Regions from separate parts of the Mus musculus genome. Here region 2 is linked to region 1. Evidence: chromatin contacts called from public Micro-C data. All regions are on one chromosome and are shown on one strand. Each heading gives the region's core, a stretch centred on a gene start, on an enhancer-like site or on the middle of the called end of the contact. The rest is flanking DNA. Distances are from core to core; before and after follow the strand shown. Region 1 has its middle 23 kb from the start of A830035A12Rik. Region 2 holds the start of Cacng4 (calcium channel, voltage-dependent, gamma subunit 4).

Evidence for each region. A called contact is a pair of places that touch in the nucleus more often than the background predicts.
Region 2: a Micro-C map of embryonic stem cells shows a contact between it and region 1, with 3 times the contacts expected there. The contact joins the promoter of Cacng4 here to the enhancer-like site in region 1. A contact is called at or near these places in 4 of 39 promoter capture datasets (HPC-7-derived erythroid cells, embryonic stem cells, hippocampal neurons and 1 more), 8 of 484 Hi-C or Micro-C datasets (B cells and embryonic stem cells), 5 of 115 datasets of contacts at active chromatin or transcription factors (embryonic stem cells and stem cell-derived neural progenitor cells) and 1 of 9 other capture datasets (pancreatic islet).

The regions. Positions count from the first base shown.
Region 1 is chr11:107,509,828-107,512,527 of GRCm38.p6, reverse strand. No RefSeq gene overlaps it. Among named protein-coding and RNA genes, the nearest start is that of A830035A12Rik, 23 kb to the left of the region's middle. Within about 2 kb of position 1,272, at least 95 of the 459 cell types and tissues checked have an H3K27ac peak or open chromatin away from gene starts, as enhancers often do. A contact at or near this core is called in embryonic stem cells and stem cell-derived epiblast-like cells, where this site is marked.
Region 2 is chr11:107,793,272-107,795,971 of GRCm38.p6, reverse strand. Cacng4 (calcium channel, voltage-dependent, gamma subunit 4) reads left to right here and starts at 1,266. Exons shown (of 4, transcript NM_019431.4): 1 at 1,266-1,727. The coding sequence starts at 1,508. It overlaps Gm11650 (predicted gene 11650), which reads right to left and starts at 2,100. Exons shown (of 2, transcript NR_165828.1): 1 at 2,007-2,100; 2 at 119-1,034.

The sequences.
Region 1 (2,700 bases), core at 23-2,522:
GATTCATGATGTAATAAATGGAAAAGTCAACACACACACTTTACCTATATAATTTCTATGTAAGAAAAACTCTTGGGTTTGGAGAAATGGCTCTGCGGTTAAGAGCACTGCCTGGACAGGCGTGGTGGCACATGCCTTTAATCCCAGCACTCGCACTCGGGAGGCAGAAGCAGGCAGATTTCCGAGTTCGAGGTCAGCCTGGTCTACAAAGTGAGTTCCAGCAGGACAGCCAGGGCTACACAGAGAAACCCTGTCTCGAAAAACCAAAAAAAAAAAAAAAAAAGAAAAAAAAAGAAAAGAAAAAAAGAGCACTGTCTGTTCTTCCAGAAATTGATAACCAGCAATCACATGGTGGCTCACAGCCATCTATACTGGGATCTGGTGCCCTCTGCTGGTGCACAGGTGTACATGCCGCGAGACCACTCATGCTAAAATAAAATAAATCTTTTTTTGGTCTTGTGAGATGGCTTTGCAGCCAAGTCAAAAACCTTAGTTCCTGGAACCTTTATGACTGAGGGAGAGAGCAGGTTCCCAAATGCTGTCCTCTGGCTTACACACACACACTGAGGTGAAAACACACAATCAATCCATCAATCAATCAATGTTTTAAAATTTTTCCCTTTTTTTTTGGGGGGGGGGAAGAGTACTGTGAATTCAGGGTCTTGTATAGGCTACGCATGCACTCCACCACTATGCTTCCCTACCACTTTTCTTTTTTGGGGGGAGTTCGAGACAGGGTTTCTCTGTATAGCCCTGGCTGTCCTGGAACTCACTTTGTAGACCAGGCTGGACTTGAACTCAGAAATCCTCCTGCCTCTGCCTCTGGAGTGCTGGGATTAAAGGCGGGTGCCACCATGCCCGGCTGCCTCCCACTTTTTAAAAGGCACAGACTGATCAAGAATGGAAGGAAATGTATAATATTATCAGTATTTGGGAAAACAGGACTTAAAAAAAAAAAACCAACTCATCTCTTGTGTCTGTATTTTTTAATTTCCCCAGTGCCAGGGACTGTTCACTGATCGCCATAAACACCTTCTGTAATAGCAGACATCACCCCACCCTGCATCGGTCCTGCCTGGGGAAAGGTGGGGGCCGTGGGGGAGAAATAAAAACCGATGAAGAACGTGATTCCGAAATATCTGTTGGTTTCAACCTGCAGGCTGTGGGTCGGAGAAGCTTCTGGAAGGTCCACCCACTGTGTCTCTCTGCCTCAGAGTTTCCTCAAAGCTACTTTGATTCCCCTCTCACCTTGCCTGTTTAGCAAGAAACGCAGTAGCAGATGTTATTTTCCCAAGAAAAGTTCAAAGCACAAAGAGCCAGCCTCTGGCTTCTGCTCCCTGCCCTCCATCCCCTCACCTGATGAAAGCCTTTGATATGCGTTTGTCACAAGGACCTCTGGGTCTCAACCCCCTAGGGCCTGGGCGGGGCTCTGCTCGGAGTTGCTTAAGCCTCCCTGCTGGCTCCTTTGCCACGCTGGGACCACGTGCCTAACACCAGCCTTGCAGCAAATAATGACATAGACGACAGACAGAGGCAGTCCTTCAGGAACCTTTGGCTTCTCCTCTAGAGGAAAAACTGAGCTCATCTTGAGAAAGGGATGAGCTCGGGGCGATACAGCAGAGTCTGGATTCCGCAGCAATCTGCTCACTGGCCTGAGAGAAAAATTACAGGATTTCTGTAGGCTTAGGTCTCTCAAAGTTTGGCACTTTTCTCACATAAATGCCACAAGAAACTCCCCATGCCTGGGTGGGTTTCCTCGTGAGCTCTCCCGGGGGCTTGGGAGGGCCAGCCTGAGCCCGGGGGCGGAGCAAGCATTGTGTTCTGGCCACTTCAAGGAGGAGATCTAGGGAAGTCTGAAGCTGACGGAGGGAAGGTCGGAATTGGCCACCACTAAAGAGCCACCGCTTCAGAAGGGAACTTGGGAGTTAGCTGAGTGAAGAGATGGTATCTCTGACCAACAAGGAGAATGTTGCCCTACTGCTGTGACATTTTGAGGTGGAACAACAGCAAAAGGGGAACAGGGAAGGACAGGGAGGATCCTGGCTCCCCACTGCCTTAGAGTTAGAGCCTTGAGTGACTGAGTGAAGTAGTGTCTCATGTAGCCCAGGCTGGCTCCGAATTCCCCTATGTAACCAAGGATAACTTTTAACTTTTTATTTTTTTAAGATTTATTTGGTTTTATTTATGTGTGTGCTTGTGCTGGTACGTGCACGTGAGTGCTGGTACCCCTGGAAGCCAGAGGCATTGATTGGGTCTCCTCTGCAAGAGCAGAGTATGCAATGCTCTTCACTGTTTGGTTTCAGGCAAGGGACTGAGGTGTATACTTTACATATCAAAGCCGACCTGGTCTCCAGGTCCTCCCAGCAGTCCTCAATCCCACCTGGTATACCCTGCCCCCAATCCTGAATTTGCAGCCCAAGGCTGGGCTGCCCTTCCCCCAGAGGCTCCTCTCTATATAATTCAGATATTTTATGCTCCAGAGCGCTCGCGCGCGCTCTCTCTCTCTCTCTCTCTCTCTCTCTCTCTCTCTCTCTCTCTCTCTCTCTCACTGGGCGGGCACACACACATATAGTCAAGCTCGCAAACACACATGTCCCATAGTAACTCCCCTGGCCTCAATCCCTGGGGCCAGTAAATTTGCCCTAGAGCAGTTTCCCAGACCCAGCTGGCTCCATCCTGATCAAGCAGAGGAAGTAGGCT
Region 2 (2,700 bases), core at 17-2,516, 280 kb before region 1:
TCCCAGCAAAAGATAATTTTTCCCAGGGCAAACATTTGCACATTGCTACCACACACGGCTATATACGAGGGGGGAGCTCACACTCTCCAGAGAGGAAGAACAGTGAGTGCTCTGAGGCTGGGGTCATTCATTTATTTTCTCTGAGGAAAGCTGGGAAAGTGGCCCGGGAGGTAAAATTGCAAGGGCAGCAGCTTTCCATGTGTCTCTTTCAATCCCAGGGGGTCAGAACAGCAGCCCACAGAACAACCCTCGAGGATGCAACAGGGACAAGGGTGTAAGAAATGGCCTGAGTTCCCCCCCCCCCCGTGGGTTTCAGGCCTCCTGCAGGGGAGGAGGGGAACTGGGTGGCAAGGAAGGAGCCTGGCTCCAAGGAGCTCGGAGTGTATCCAGCTTGGGACCCTGCCAGCACCAAAAGCAATTAAGGGAAGAGGCCAGAGGCCCCGAGGCAGAGTCTGACAAGGTTAAGGGGAGGTGAGGAAGAGCCGGTTAGGCTGAGGAAGAGCCAACCGGAGAAAAAGTAAAGGTTCAGAGAAGGACAGGGAGAAGAAACAGCTGGAGGCTACAATGTAGTTGCTGGTGTTCCTGCCTCTATCAGCAATGGACTATCAGAAGTGTGACTGTAGTGTGTCACATCCTCAGTCCCCCTTCGAAGAAGTCCAGAGCTCCCCAGTGCCTGCTAGAACCCCTTGGCTTGCTTCGGTTGAAATGGAGGTGATCTTCATCTGGCTTGGCCCATAAAGAATGTCTCCCGTCTGTGACCCACATCTGGGCCCTTTGGAAACGCGAGGAGTCTCACAGTACATCCCTGCCTAGACCTTCATAACCAGGTACAGCCATAAGGCCGTGGGGAAAGAAGGAAAGGGGACGCAATCTCCATCCCACAGAATGGGATACAGAATCCTGGGGACTAAGGAGATCCTGGCTGTCCCGGGTTGGAAAGAGAGGTGACTGGAGACGCAGCTTCCCCGGGGTCCTTCCAGGGAACCAATCTTTCTTTCCCTCGGCTTCCTTCGCTCTGATAATGTGAATGAAGCCTGGGAGAGAAAAGAGAGCGCGCGTGAGCGCAGGGAGGGGAGAGAGGGGAGGGAAAATCCCGGCCGTGGGAGAGCGAGCGCGGGGCCAGAGGCGGAGGGGCGGCGCCGAGAGAGCGCGCCGGGCGGCGGGCGGTGGGTGGAGGCGCGGAGGGCGCGGGCCAAGAGCGGAGGGGAGGGCGGGCCGAGAGGGAGGAGCCCCCGGCCGCCACCGCCGCCGCTGCCGCCGCCGCCAGCCCGCCCGGCGGCCCGCGTAGCCCGCGCAGCCCTCACTCGCCGCCGCGCCTCGGAGTTTGAGCCCCGCGCAGCCGGAGCGCAGGCACGCCCGGGGCGCGGGGTCGGAGCGCGCAGCGCGGCGCCGCCCCCCGGCCCTCGGCCCCCCAGCCCCTGGAGCCCCCGGAGCCGCGCGCCGAGGGAGGAGGGCGGGCGGGCGCGGCGGGCCGGGCCGGCGGGCGGCGGACTATGAGGCGCCCACCATGGTGCGATGCGACCGCGGGCTGCAGATGCTGCTGACCACGGCCGGAGCCTTCGCCGCCTTCTCGCTCATGGCCATCGCCATCGGCACCGACTACTGGCTGTACTCCAGCGCGCACATCTGCAACGGCACCAACCTGACCATGGACGACGGGCCCCCGCCCCGCCGCGCTCGCGGCGACCTCACCCATTCGGGACTGTGGCGGGTGTGTTGCATCGAAGGTAGGACCCCTACCCCCAACGCACACACATAACACGCACACATGCACACGCACACATTGCCCCGGGGAGTGGGCCGGGGGAGGGGTGGGCGCGGCGCTGGCTCCACGCGAGACACAAAGAACCTAAAGCTGGGAGGGTGGGTTCCCGAGTGGACACGGGCGCAGCAGCCTCGGGTCCCTCTAGGCTGGGGACCTCCCCAACACACCGATCCCACAAACTCTCGGCTCGCACGCGCACACCCCCTCGCGCACAGACACAATGAAACACACAGAAACTCACGCACGCGCGCGCAACCCGAGAGCGGAGCGATCCCCAGGGGCCTCGCCGGCGCCCCTGGGGGAGGTGGAGGCTGGCGTGGGGGCGGGAGGAGTCTAGGGTTGGGGGGAAAGCGGACGCGGGAGGAGGGGGAGGGGTTGCTTGGCAACCGGTGTCTGTGCGATTGCTATGGGAACTGGCCATCCTGGGGCGGGGCCGGCCGGGGGCGGGGAGCCCCGGGGCAGCTAGGCGCTCACTCCAAGCCCCCAACTGAGAGGGTAAGGGCGGGGTACAGGTTGGGCCCCAAGCGGTTCTGGGGGAGCCAGGTAGCTCCAGCCGGCCGGCCTTCTCTTGATCCCTGACACCACAGACTCACTCCTCTCTGCGCGATGGGTACAAGAGGGGAACCGCGCCGCGTCTCCCGTAACTGAGGCAGCAAGCCCTGGGTCACTGCCCCTCAGCACGAAGTCGGCAAGAGACCTCCGTAGGAACCAAACTGGGGAGAGGAGAGTCAACAGCGGACCAAGAGTGGGCTGGGAGGGGCGTGGTCGCTGTTAGGGCAGGGCGGGGCTCTGTGACCCCCCTAGTATACAGAGACTTGAGAGGTGTGCTTCGGTTGAAATGCATCTAGAGATAGGGATTGAGTCCCTTGGACTGTGGGGACAGCTTCTAGGAGCGCGAGGCAGAAACCTCCGACGCCGGAAATGCATTAGGCTTC